Regions from separate parts of the Mus musculus genome. Here regions 2, 3 and 4 are each linked to region 1. The links are chromatin contacts, called in public promoter capture Hi-C maps. All regions are on one chromosome and are shown on one strand. Each heading gives the region's core, a stretch centred on a gene start, on an enhancer-like site or on the middle of the called end of the contact. The rest is flanking DNA. Distances are from core to core; before and after follow the strand shown.

Region 1 (3,399 bases), core at 490-2,989:
TCAGTATCTAGTGTTGCTGGCACCGGTCAACGCAGATTAGCTGCTTATGAAATAAATGAAAGAACCAGTCTAACTTATCCTACTACGCCAAAGATGTGAGTCAGAGATGCCACAAATTCTGAATCACGCCTTGGCTGCATTGATAATGGCTCCGTTCCAGTCAAGTCTGTTGTATCTGTTTCTCCAAATTAATTATTTTAACTACTCTCTCCCCCAACTAGGTTTTCATGGTTGGACAGATAAGATATATGACAGACATATTTCAGGTAAAGAGACTTATTTTTTTCCAATGTGTTCATATTAGGTTCTTGGCTACTTCTCGCCAAACAAGAAAGAACTGTATTTTTAAAGTTCTTTGCTCTTAAAAAATAAGTAAGCAACTGTGTTGGTATACCCTGTTCCAGAAAGGGAATAGTGGGCAGATTCTAACAGTAAATGTGACACCCCATAGAATCCCGAAGCGCAAGCAGCAGTTGAAATGGATCCAGCTATTTATAGGATTACAATAAGCACACCTTTGTACAGCGCAACCATTTACTGCCCAGCTGATCTGAACAGGGACAAAAAGAGCTGTCTGGGAGACTTCAGCGGCTCTCTTCCCCCTTGCTTCATCCACTACTGCACCAAGCACCTAAATGAGCAATCATTGCGCTCTCAAGAAGGAAAAAAGAAGGAAAAAAAATGTCTCTTTCCCTGCCCCCTCTGCAAACAGCTGCGAGCTCTTTCCAAAGCAGATTTAACCAACCAACTAAACTGAAGAATACCCTAAAACCCAGTGGTTTCCCGATATTCGTTTCTTAGGGCAGAAAGCTTTACAACCAAAAGATATTACTCCTTCATAAATAGGTTCACGGTTACGTGAAGACAAGGTCCTACAAAGGTGTGACTTTGGATTCGCAGCCTGTTCAAGAAAGAGGCAAAACCAGAAAGCGAATTTTCATTGGATTCTGCTTTATTAAATGAGAGAACGCTTCTTTCATCATGTGCTTGACTCGCTTCAAAACTTACAAAGGAGACTGTTCAACGGAATTTATGTCTGAGCGGGAAAATAAATGGGTAGGGCGCCTAAGCCATGGCGACCTGGGAGGACCGGGGCCACCCCTGGAAATTGATCCAAAGGACTTTACTAGCAGAGCTAGCAAGCAGTGACAAGAATCCAGTTACACCCAAGTCTGCACACCGATCCCTCTGGCCCACGTCGACGTCACCAAAATCGTGAAATAAACTAAGAAAAAAATCAAGTTGGTTGTGTCCCCACGCGCGTACTAAAAGTCGGGGAACTAGGTCCCATTTTCACAACTCTTTAGTTAAGAGTTCGGAGTTCAGTCTTCTTCCAGTGACCTGAATTTTTCATCTACAACCTTAAGTAGAGTTTCGAGGCTCCTTTTTCGGTGTCCCCTCCCGAACCCCGTACTTTTCCACTCTTTTTGTACCCCTGACTGGTAGAGGACTAGTGGGGAGCAGCGCCCCTCACTGGCGGGGGCAAGAAGCGCCGCGTGCTCCCCGCTTCGCCGCCCTCTGGCCAAACAATAGCTTTCCGCAGGGACCTGCGATCCGGAGCGGCCGGACCCCAGGATTCCCGGAGCACGCAGCCTCCCGACACAGTGCAGAGAGCGCCCAACCCCACGGACTGGTCCCCGCCGCGGCTACCACGAACAATGCGCGCCCCGCCCCGCGCGCCCGGCGCGCCTATTGGCCCGGCGGCTGCGGGTAGAGCAGCGCGGGCGACTCCGGCGCGCGTGCGCGGGGCGGGGCGCGGCGGGGGCGGCGCTTTGTGTGCAGCAGTGAGCCGGGGTCTGCGGGGCGCGGGCCGCGGCGGGCGGCGGCATGGAGGAGCTGAGCAGCGTGGGCGAGCAGGTCTTCGCCGCCGAGTGCATCCTGAGCAAGCGGCTCCGCAAGGTGCGTGAGCCCCCGCCCGCTCCCCGCGTGCGCCTGGCGCTCTGCGGGGCTAACCGCCCGCTCTTATCTCTCCGCAGGGCAAGCTGGAGTACCTGGTCAAGTGGCGCGGCTGGTCCTCCAAGTGAGTCTCCGGTGCGCGGCCGCCTTCCCGCGCGCGCCTCCCGGCCTGGGTGGGAACCCTCGCATCGCAGGCCCGGGCGGGAAGTCCTGTGCCTCGGGACCCAGAGGACTCTGGCCGACTGGCGCTGCCCTTTGTTTACGAGCCCACGGGGAGCGAGCAGGGCGGCCTCCAGCCCCGAGTCCCTGGAGCCCGGCCCGCCTCCGCGCCGCGCGCTTCTGGCGCCCATTTGTTGCATGCGCCCCCGCCCAGGAGCTGGCCGCGGCTGGCGCGGGACGCGGGCCCCCTCCCCTTGCCCAAGTTATCCTGCTGTAACCTGAGCTTCCTACTGGTGGGAGGGCTCCCCCACCTACTCCTACCCCCGGCCCGAGCTTGCTTTCTTCTCAATGAGGGACGGGGACCCGGCCTTCTCCGGAAAGGGCTTCCTTTGTAGCTGCCCCGCCACCCTCCTTCCTGAGCCCCATCCCCTCCAGATACCACTCCCCAAACCCGGTGCCCTGCCCGCGCTCTCGGTGGTATCCTCCACTTTGTTCCGTCTGTGCCCCCCGGCTCCCCCTCCCCTACCTGCCTTCCCTCCCCTCCCTGGCTCCGGGCCAGGCCCAGGGGATTCCCTCGGCAGCTTTGCTCTTTGTTGGGGTTTGTTTTCCTCCCAGTGTAGACTGTCGAGTCCTCTCCTGGCCTGCTGGGGTTTGAGGTGGCAGTTTGCCTGTGGGTTTGAGGCTGGGATGCTAACTAACTTTAAGGACTTCTAAGACCTCAGAGGACAGCCTCTGCCGCAGTGCCCCTTGTCCCAGCGGGGCTGTGGGAGCTGTCCCCGGCAGCCCACCTGGATGCTGCTCACCAGCCCGCCCACCCCCCTTTGCTTTGCTTTTCCAGACACAACAGCTGGGAGCCAGAAGAGAACATTTTGGACCCGAGGCTGCTCCTAGCCTTCCAGAAGAAGTGAGAACTCTGGAGGAGGGGAGAGTTGGGTGGAATTGGCTGGTGACACAGTGGCCTGGGGCTGTGGTGTGGGGAAGCCTGTGGTGGAGCACTTTAAGGCCTCACAGACAGCCTCTGGTTTCTCTTGGCCTTTTCTGTGGAGTAGCTTTTGGTCGGCACTAATAGCACTTGAAGCTGGAAGCTTGTTGTAAAAAGCACACCTCTGCCCCTGCCACGGTGTGCGTGTGCCATGGTGCAGGAGAGGGAGGGCCCAGAGTGCAAAGTCATGTGTTTGATGTTTTGCCCAAGCCTTGAAAGTGCTGAGGTCACTTCTGTAATTACAGTTCTTACGTCCCGCCTCGGGGTGGGGGGGGGGGCACGACTCATTGAGATAAGGATCCTGTGAGATGGTGTTGGGAAGGGCATGTTGGGCTGGGGGACAGGGAGGTGGGTTTCACCGG
Region 2 (3,399 bases), core at 553-3,052, 2.7 Mb after region 1:
TTCATTTGGTCCATAATATTCAATAGGTCTTAGGTACCCCTTAGGATCGTGATGCTTTTAAAAATTGTTCCATTTATTCATCCGTTATTGTATGTGTACACATGACCATGAGGGCCGAATTCAGGTTATCAAGCTTGGTGGGACGTGCCTTTATCCACTGGTCTATCTGTCCCCATTTCCTTCTAGATGCTTTTGAAAGGGGGGGAAACCTTAAAAGCATCAAAATGACCCCTCAGTCAGTGGTAGATTCGTGATTCTGATCACTAGGCAAAAGCATCAGCATTCTGGTTAAACATCCCCTGCTATGAGAACCAGACTCCAACAGTGACCCCTTTATAGGGGTCATCACAGCTCATCAAAGAGCCAAGCTGGACCAGGAGGGCGTGGAGAGGCCCTTAATCTTTATTCAACACTTGAATTCTGGCACCCTCACTTTTTCTCAGGGAATCTCACAAAGCCAAAGTTCCTAAAGTAGTATGGAATAAAATCACTGAAACCTGATAACCAAAGGAACCAGGAACTGCCTCAATTTTATATGATATAGTAAGTAGTAAAGAACAGCCAAGAAATTAACAGTTGGCCTCACCCCCCCACCCTGAATTAATGTGAAAAAATAAAACTGGACATGTTTCTGAGCAGGAAAACCAATAGGCTAGGTAGATGTGAACATATACATACATATATGTACATGTTACAAAGCTATATATAACACAAAGGCTATATAATCTCTACAGACAAGGTCTACATATAATATAGGCAATATCTACATAAATCACTGTAGAGGCCATCTATGTATAGTGTACTTTAAATTACTGAATCTGAACACGGTTATAAGAATCTTATAAAGGAGTGTTGAAGACACCGTCCTTTACAAATGAAGCGCTCTTTGAGGAGCTGATGATCCCAAAGTGGCATTCTATCCTGTTTGTGTTTATTCTGAAAACATGTTGCTTAAAGGCTTTTTATTTGTTATTTATTTGAGCTATTGGGGATTGAACCCAGGGTGTTTCACATGCATGTCAGAGTTACACCCCAGTCCTCTGGACTTACTTTGTAAAGGAAAGAACTTTCTTAATTTTCTCAAGACCTACAAGATTTTAACTGAAAAGGGGTGTTATGACTCATATTTGTTATCAGTAAGTGTGGCTCGGACGCTGGAGGGTTTCAAGGTTATCCTCAGCTGTATGTGCTGCAGGCCAGCCAGAGCTACAGACCTCACAACTTTAAAAAAAAAGATATAAATTTCTGACAAAGGCCTTGATTTACCGGTTTCCAATTTCAATAAGACTGGCATGAAAAATACAATCACTTGGCGCAATGCCTGTGAACCACACTTAATGCACCCTGGCCTGAGACATCTAACCCACCTGCTAGGTATTAAGATAGGTGTGGCATGCTGGCGAGCAGGGATATGGCGGGAGGGGCGCTAGTAGGTGTGCAGGTTAGTGTACGGTATGAGCTCGGACACATGTCTACCTCGAAACGGAATGGTGGGAACCCTCCAAGCTGAGGTTCCCGAACCCGTGGCAGCGTACAGCGGCTGCGAGCCGGAGACAAGATGACTACCGTGGAGGGAGAAACAGCAACAGAAGAAGGCACAAGAGGGCGGGACCGCGTCTCACCCGGCCATACCTACCACTAGGGCCAGCGAGCCGCGCGTTGTGGCGTTCTCGGAGACCTCCATCGCGCGGCTCCACTGCCCTTTTCCTGCAATCGCAGTCCTGCCTAGGAGGCCAACGCATGCACAGCAAGCTCCAGGAGGCGATGCACAGACTGGACCGCTTCCGATTGGTGCAGAGCCACGTGGCTCGCTAGGGACTTACGGGTATGGGAGGGCTGTTAGGGGAACAGCCACGTTCTATTGGTGTAGAGACACGTCAGTCAGTAAGGGAAGGCGGTCCTTCGAGCAGAATGCTCAGGGAGGCGGCCCGTCGGTGTTCTCTGGATGGTGGAGCGGGAGGGGCGAGCCGCCGTTCTCGGCGGGAGCAGCTCGGGCGAGGGGTTCCGGGGTGGCCAGAGCTGAGTGTGTGGGCGGGGCCTGGCCGAGCAAAGGGTTGGGCTTCCGGAGTCCGTGGGCGCCCCTGGCTTTGCGCCTTCGTCCTTCTCACTTGCCTCTGTGGCTTCTTGGCCTGCGGAAGTCCTCCTGCCCCACCTGACGGAAATAATCGCAAACTGAAGTCCGCAGCCAAACTAACGTTATAAAAAAACTTAAGAACGGGGGGAACTTGTGGGGGGACGCCACCCTGTGCAAGTAGGTGGTTACTTAAAAATCCCACCGCAGGTTGGGCCTATGTAACTTTAAAAAGGAAAATGCCAGTAAGCTTAAAGCAGGCGACATTTCATCAGAATCTTGTTTGGTCTGACTGCTCCAGACAAGGAGGAAGGACCCCCTCCTGGAGGAAGGTTCTGGGTCTGGACTGGGTCTGTCTGGAGTGAGCCAAAGGTAGATAGTTCTCATGGACCCAAGGCCCTCGTGTGGCCTGCATTAGGACACATGACGCTTGGTCAACGCCAGATAGTTGAGTTCCTATGCTACACAGAGATTCATTGTCCCGGGGGATACTGGGGAAGGAAGTGTTCTATGAACTGTGGGAGTCCCAAAGTTAGGCATCCCACAGAACCAAAAGGTTTCACTAAATTACTTCCAAAGGACGGGTGACAACCTCTGAGCTGCGTGGAACCCAGATATTGATAAAACACCTGATTACTTAATGTAGATAACCCATGTACATTTTGTTTCGTTAGTGCTTTTCTAACTTAATGCTTGTGTCTGCAGTTTCTCCAAATGGTCATCCTACAACTAGAAATATATTTTAAGATGGCATATTTTGGTCATCCACACCCTCCATTTGTGAGGGGTGACACTGAGGTCACCCACTGGCCTTGGCACCAAGCAGCCCTCAAGAGTTTCCACACTTAAAAATAGCAGGAGATGGGTGGAAGAGATGGCTCAACGGATAAAGACAGTTGCTGCCAAGCCTTAGAACCCGACTTTGAGCCCTGGGACCCATGTGGTATCAAGGAGAGAACCTACTCCCACAAGTTATCCTCTGACCTCCGAACATATAGGGTATGGTGCACAACCCCACACACCCCCAACACATGCGCAAAATAAAATGTAATTTAAAAATAGCAAGAGCTCTCAGCAAAGCTTTAGACTGCAGTGCTTTTCAAAATCTTGGTTAATTTATTTTATGTATGTGAGTGTTTTGCCTGCATGTATGCGTGTGTGCCACATGCCTCCCTGGTGCCCATGAAGGTCAGAAGAGAGTGCCAGATCCTCTGAAACTGGAATTACAGACAGTTGTGAGCCACCAGGCAGGTGCTGGGACTCAAAACTATGTCTGCAAGAGCAACAAGTGCTCTTAACTGCTGAGCCAACTTTCCTGCTCTGGGCTG
Region 3 (3,399 bases), core at 522-3,021, 2.2 Mb after region 1:
ATGTCAGGCCATCGCAACCTCATGCAACTTCAGCTCCAAGAGAGCTAATGCTCTTCTGGATTCCACAGGCACCTATACGTACCTGCATAGAACCCCCATATAGATACACACATAGTTTAAAAATAAAATTAAATAAAAAGCAAGATATCCCATCATGGCATTCACCAGACTTGTCTGCAAACAAATGACAAACGCACAAATGACCCTGAGGTAGGTATTGCTTACATGGGATGAGGGATGAAGACTACTTACAGAATTATAACAACACCCGAGCATAACATGCAGAAAAGCATGTGTATATCATAAGGACAGACTGCAGAGATGCTGCTGAAGCCACAGCTAGTGCCTCACCTCAGACTGTACAGCCCAGCCAACACAAGTGCACCTGTCCCTGAGATACAAGAGCCTTCTGACAGGCAGCGATGGAGGAAGAGGCTAAGTGCGCTTATGAAGAGGTCTGAGCCAGGGAAGAGGAAAGATGGGAACCCATGATCACCTGTCACACAGAAGGAAAACTATAGTGACCTCATAAAAAGCAGATAGGCTGGGAGGGCATCTCAGTGTTAAAGAAGTGTGCCCAGCTTGCAAGGCAGGGAGGGTATCTCAGTGTTAGAGTGTGCCTAGCATGCAAGGGGGTCGGTCCTGCATGCCATCTGAAAGAAAAGGCACCCTGAGGGTTAATGAAACATGCTTTATCAAGGCCTTGTATTGAGAACCTCTAATAGAACACAAAGAAGCTGTTTACGTCGCTTTTTAGATTGGGGGTGGGGTGGGGGGTGGGAAGCCTTACCGACCAGCAGGGACCAAGACCGGATGCCTGGAGCCCTCTTCAGATGGAGGCGGGTGCTGGTGCGTGTCTCCACCTGCATATACATTCTTGGAACCTGGGCTCTACTGCACAGCCGACCAGGCTTGGAAAAACACAACTGAAGCCTGCAACCAGTGCACATAGGCAGCACCTCATTAGTCCAGTCAGGAGGCCAGGGGAAGGTCCACAGCAGACCCCGAACACCTTTCTCTTATGAGCCCACTTAACTCACAATTATGTATGGGCATCGGGGCTACACAGCTCACAAATTTGGTGTTGGTCTGAACTCACTTCCAAGCCCCCAGTCTTGTGAACCCTTTTCTTGACTGAACTCTTATCTTTAAGTTGTTCCATTAGTAAGCCCCCTCCCCCTCCCCCGCCCCGACACACACACACACAACTCAGGCTTCCGGCACCTTACCCGAATCTTCCAGAAACAACTCTTCCCACCAAGAACGGGAAGTGAAAGTACCATCGTGTATGAGTCTCTACATTCATAAGCTGTCAGATCCCTGTTATTGACGCCAGACTACCTAACAATGGCCCAAATGCGCCGAATTAATGGGACACTGCGGCAGGACGTCTGGAGATTAACACCCAAGGCCCCAGTTCTGAGTGGCTCCTTGGATTCCCAGGGGCAATCAAGCTTCATACCCTACATCCTCAAGAATCCTAGTTAGGCACATAACTTGCCTCCCTCTGGCTTCAGTTACCAACAAGCTCCACTAGCGGCCCGTTACGCTGGCTCCTCCTCCGGAGTGCACACGCCCGGCTTCCTCAATTTGCCTTGCGCCTGGTCCAGATCCGCAAGCGATGACCCGCACAGGGCTCGGCGGGTCGGAACCCGAAAAGTTGTAGGACACGCACCTATGCGGACAACGAGGGACTTGTAGGAGAATGAGTGGGAGAGAACAGCCCCTCGAACTTCCGGACTTCTGTTCCGCAGACTTCCGGGATAAGAGCTGGGTGGGAACCTCCCAGGGGTGGAGACTGAGTGATTACGCAGTCGGGGGTTGTGCCTTTGTGCTTCACACTCCTGGGGACAGGGACAGGTAGGGCACCTGAATTTAGCCCCTTGGCCAACCAAGAAAGATGTCACTCAAGGAGGTTTCCTAGTTAAGCAGGATATGGGCGTGGTTTAGAAGCCTGGGGAGTGAGTGGATCTGGATTGGGTTTTTTTGTTTGTTTGTTTTTGGGGGGTTTTTTGGGTTTTCCAGACAAGGTTTCTCTGTGTAGCTCTGGCTGGCCTGGAACTCAGAGGGATCTTCATGCTTCTGCCTCCCGAATGCTGGGATTAAAGGTGTGTGCCACCGCCTCCTGGCTAGATCTGTAATTTTCAGGAAATGATAAGAGGTCATATTCACCAGATGCCTAAGGTATAGCAAACATGATCTGACTACCCGAGGTCAATCTAACAAAAGATGCACAATAAATGAAAGTGGGGACATGGCCACTCCTAGGTATTGTTGACGAGTTTCTTATTGTAAATGTGAGGGAAAGCACATATGGAAGCGTCTGGTTGAACATGTCCAGCAGAATAGAGCCATGAGAGGAAAGAGAGAGGGGCAGAGTAAGAGATGAAGAGAGGCGAGATGGAGACAAAAGACCAAGAGGGCAGACAGCACGTAGTCACGATGTCAGATGTCAGCACGTAGTCACGATGTCTGGGTTTTATAGGCAAAGAGAAGTTGGAGGGAAGGGAAGGGAAGGGGAGGGGAGTTGAGGGGAGGGAAGGGAAGGGAAGGCAGGGGCTTGGGCAGGGTTAGAGAGGTCTAGGGTAGTGGGCAAGAGCTGAGGAGTCAGGACTCTGTAACAGGTACTTGCTGAGAGCATGGCCATCATCTACTTTGATGGTCAATAGGCACCTCAGTTAGCCATTTGTCCCCGGTTTCTTTCAGACCTAACACACAATAACTAGTGACGTAAAACCTGGATCACATGTTCCTATTTTGTAGTTTGCCTCCAACATACCTACGATGATCTGTGGGTGCTAGGACGGCATGCTGGAGCAGAGATTTCCATTACTTTACCGTTCTCTTTAGATCTACTTGTTATGGGATTCCTAATTTTATAATGACTTTATAAAAGTACACAGCATGACCCTTGAAGTTTTGTCAATTTATAGTTACAGTATATACTGAGAAAACTGGATGAGGCAGTCTCTCTCTAATATTTACTTATTTATTTTATGTATAGGAATACACTGTAGCTGTCTTCAGACACACCAGAAGAGGGCATCAGATCCCATTGCAAATGGTTGTGAGCCACCATGTGGTTGCTGGGAATTGAACCTCAGGACCTCTGGGAAAGTAGCTAGTACTCTTTACTATTGAGCCAACTCTCGATCCCTGTTTTTTGTTGTTTTTGCTTGTCTGTATGATGTGCGTGTGTGAGTGTGTGCATGTATTTCTGGTTGGCCTGGAACTCTGGGATCTGGCCCAATCTGTCTTGCGAGTGCTAGAATTAAAAGCACACGCTGCTATACTCAGTTTAAAGCTGGATTTATTCTCTTTTTTTTTCTTTTTTTCTCTTTCTCTTTATCTCTCCCTCTCCTTTTTTTTTTTTTTTTTTTCAAAACCTGGCTGTCCTGG
Region 4 (3,399 bases), core at 345-2,844, 2.2 Mb before region 1:
ACATGATCCCAATGGCTCACAACTATCCATAATTGCAGCTCCTGAGGTTCTGACCTCAACCAACAGGCAGAGACTGGTAAAACATATACATGCATGAAGTTTTATTTAAAAAAAAAAAAATGCCCTGGAGGAATCCAGATGCCTCCCCACCCCCCCACCCCCATGGAATCCTTCTTCCGAAGTAGGACTATAAACAGGTCAATGTGTAGGGAAGACTTTCATTGCTTTTACAAGGTTAGACAGAGTTCTGCTAACAGGCTTGCGGATTTGTGTGTGTTTATCCAGAGACAGGGTTTCTTTGTGTAGCCCTTGCTGTCCTGGAACTCATTCTGTAGCCCAGGCTGGCCTTACAAAAATACCACTGCCTGTCACTGTCCATGGTTTTTGAAAACTTAACGTGAAATAATTTACCTGTAAGGGGGTCTGCGTTTCTCCCCCGCGTATTGGAAAAGATCATCTGTGAAAAACTTGGGCACCTTGTAGTCTTCCAAAAGTTTCCTTCTTTTGGGGTGTTCGCCATAGCTGCTATCGAAGATGTAAAGGGGACTGTCATCGCGGGTGCTCTCCATGTACTCGATGTAGTACTTCATCTTCATCTTAACCGAGTAGCCGTCATTATCCTCGCCGCACTTGAACTTCTGGTTCCGGTATTTCCTTTTGAGGCGCTCCAGAGTCCATTTCTCCTGTGCGGACCAGCCCTCTTGTGCATTGAGCAGAACCACGGGCTTGTAAGGCCTCTCGTAGCGCTCCACGAACTCTTTCACCGACAGCTGTAAGGCATCAGCTCTCTCCACGTTATCCTGCGGGAACAACAAAAGACCTGTCCCGTTAGGACACTGGAACAAGTCCAGTGGCGGATAAAGGTGTCCCACAGGGCCAATTAGCAAAGACACCCGTGAGCAATGGCACACACGAGCAAGGAACGAGCGAGCCTCTGCTCCTCCAGGGGGCCGGAGGGACGGAAGGAGGCCCACGTGCGTGCGGGCGAGCACGTCGCACCCGGAGCCACCCCTTCACGGGAGGGAGGGGCCCGAAGCTCCCACGACCGAGCGAGTTTTGACAGCCGGGCTGCGGGGCCCCATCGGGGGACCAGCGGCCCTCGGAAGGCGGGCAGCCGTCGTGTGGGGTCCCGCGCCCCGCTCACCGGCACGGCCGCGGGGTTCAGCGGGTAGCTCTCGTAGTAGTTGTGCCGGGTCCAGTCGAGCGAGTCCTTGAGCTCCGGCCGCGCACTTCGCTTGGCCTCGCGGATGCGCTTCTTGCTCTTGTGGTTCATCGTGAGCCGCTCGCCGTCCGGTTCCGCCCCGACCCCGACGCGGCTCGCGTTTCCTGCCACCAAACGCGCCCTCCCTCCCTGGCTGGCGCGGCCCCGAGACGCCCTTCGCTCCGGCCCGGCGCCTTTAAAGTCGCCTTCCAGAAGATTCACTCCTCAGCCGCCACCGGAGCTTTGGGTTGGGCGAACAGCGGCCTTCCTCCCCGCCCCACCGCCTCATGCGGTCCGCCATTGGCCTCAGCGACCTGCCAGACCCGCCTTCATGCACGCCAATTGGGCGCCATGTTGGGAAGGTCGCGTCGCCGACGCCCTGCCCCTCCCTGCTTTGGCCTACGCAACACTTCCGTCTGCGCGTCGCTTCCCTGCGGTCTCCTTCCGGCCGGGCCCGCTGCGGCCTCCGGCTTCCTGTGTTTGCCATGGACAGTGTCCGGCCCCGCGCTCCTTGGGCACCGCCTCCTGACCCGGCGTCCCTGGACTCCCCTACGTGCGAGCCCGGCCTCATGGCCGGGACCCAGCTCTTTCGGTTCCGGGAGGAGCCAGTTCCCGGAGGCAATCGGGCGGTGCTGGAGGTCCGCGTCCCGCAGGTGCGTGCGGCGGCACCCACGTGGGAGCCCCCTGTTTGGAGCGGGAGTGGGTTGTCCTTCAGTTCTCGGCTTCGTTCATTAGCACCAGGTCTGGTGTGAAGCCCGGTGAGGGGTTAAGTGCGCTCCAGTGACACATTTAGGGACAGTGCCAGGAAGTTCACTGAATTCCACCAGGAAAGTGGCTGTCTTGTCCTGTGATGCTAACTTTGTACTCTTTTGAAAGCATCTGTCAGTATATCTAACACGGCCTGCCCCCCTCCCCACCAAACCTCCGGGTACTCTTGATTGAACCTCTGCCTGTTAGGCAAGTGCTCCGCCACTGAGTGGTAGCCCTAACTCTCTGTTTTATTTCTGAGCTCAGGCAGGCTTTGAATTTGAACCCCCGTTTCCCGCTTCTTAGGGTTAGGAGTGTGCGCCACCATGCTGGCTTAAACAGTGCCGGGGCTCGAATCCAAGATCCATACACGATAGATGATAGTTGTGCTTTTGAGTTTATCCCAAACCCCGTAATCTTTGCTGTTTAAATTTTGGGACCAGGGATTCCTGTCTCCAACACCCCAATAAAATTTTATACATCGGCACTGGCTTGTTCCCTCCGAGCTCATAGCTACTCTAAAACTGACTAACTCTTCCCAGGTAGTCGGGTTTTACAAAGGATTTTCGTGTTGTAATGTAGGCAGCTGGACCATAGGTAGGTAGGTGTCCCTGGCAATAGTAAGGGGAGCAGAAGGTATAGCCTTCTGCTATACAATGCTGCCACCTGTAGCAGTCCTCGTTTGTTTGTTTTTTTTCCCAGACTTCTACACAAGTGAAGCAGAGATTTTGTTTTGAGACAGGGTCTCTCTATGTATCCCTGGTTATTGTGGAACACATTCTGTGAACCAGTCTGGACTCAGGGTTCACCGTGCCTCTGCCTTTGGAGTGTTGGGATTAAAGGTGTATTCCTCCGCCCTCCCAGCAGCCTCTAACATTAGAGAAGAGATTCTTGGCTGTGTACTACAGAGAAATATTTCAGGACAAATAAGCGTGAAGCAGAGTTGGAAGATACTAATAACCTGGATCTTTTTAAGTTTGGGCATTAATAGACAACTAGGAAAAGGACAAGAAGGCATGGGGTACAGACTTCATAAGTCAGAATACTGCACTTGAGTGTCTTAATAGCCATATGAATGATTTGGTAACATCTGGAGTTAAATTGTTTAAGGAATTTTTTTGTTTGTTTGTCTTGTTTTGTTTTTCGAGACAGGGTTTCTCTGTATAGTCCTGGCTGTCCTGGAACTCACTTTGTAGACCAGGCTGGCCTCGAACTCAGAAATCCACCTGCCTCTGCCTCTGCCTCCCGAGTGCTGGGATTAAAGGCGTGCGCCACCACGCCCGGCTGTTTCAGGAATTTCTAAGAAACTTGTTTTAGTAAATAAAACCATAGAACATTCTGGTTTGAAATATGTCAATATAAAGAACTCTGCTCCTCTGTAGACAAATGTCACGGTGAATTTTGTTAGTTGTACTAAAATTTGATCCTCACTTGGTGAGAGACTAGTCTTA

The links. Promoter capture Hi-C pulls out the DNA fragments that hold promoters and counts their contacts.
Region 2: a contact with region 1 is called in a promoter capture Hi-C map of pre-B cells, with 5 times the contacts expected there. The contact joins the promoter of B3gntl1 here to the promoter of Cbx2 in region 1. A contact is called at or near these places in 2 of 39 promoter capture datasets (embryonic stem cells and pre-B cells).
Region 3: a contact with region 1 is called in a promoter capture Hi-C map of pre-B cells, with 4 times the contacts expected there. The contact joins the promoter of Cybc1 here to the promoter of Cbx2 in region 1.
Region 4: a promoter capture Hi-C map of pre-B cells shows a contact between it and region 1, with 4 times the contacts expected there. The contact joins the promoter of Mettl23 here to the promoter of Cbx2 in region 1. A contact is called at or near these places in 3 of 39 promoter capture datasets (cranial neural crest, liver and pre-B cells) and 1 of 115 datasets of contacts at active chromatin or transcription factors (large pre-B cells).

Annotation. Positions count from the first base shown.
Region 1 is chr11:119,021,282-119,024,680 of GRCm38.p6, forward strand. Cbx2 (chromobox 2) reads left to right here and starts at 1,740. Exons shown (of 5, transcript NM_007623.3): 1 at 1,740-1,899; 2 at 1,977-2,020; 3 at 2,894-2,959. The coding sequence starts at 1,828. Gm35829 (a long non-coding RNA gene) reads right to left here and starts at 2,558. Exons shown (of 3, transcript XR_389218.4): 1 at 1,992-2,558.
Region 2 is chr11:121,671,349-121,674,747 of GRCm38.p6, forward strand. It overlaps B3gntl1 (UDP-GlcNAc:betaGal beta-1,3-N-acetylglucosaminyltransferase-like 1), which reads right to left and starts at 1,803. Exons shown (of 13, transcript NM_178664.5): 1 at 1,637-1,803. The coding sequence starts at 1,684.
Region 3 is chr11:121,227,538-121,230,936 of GRCm38.p6, forward strand. Cybc1 (cytochrome b 245 chaperone 1) reads right to left here and starts at 1,772. Exons shown (of 7, transcript NM_144832.2): 1 at 1,502-1,772; 2 at 791-933. The coding sequence starts at 875.
Region 4 is chr11:116,841,921-116,845,319 of GRCm38.p6, forward strand. Mettl23 (methyltransferase like 23) reads left to right here and starts at 1,595. Exons shown (of 5, transcript NM_028865.3): 1 at 1,595-1,854. The coding sequence starts at 1,687. Jmjd6 (jumonji domain containing 6) reads right to left here and starts at 1,529. Exons shown (of 6, transcript NM_033398.3): 1 at 1,145-1,529; 2 at 412-800. The coding sequence starts at 1,273.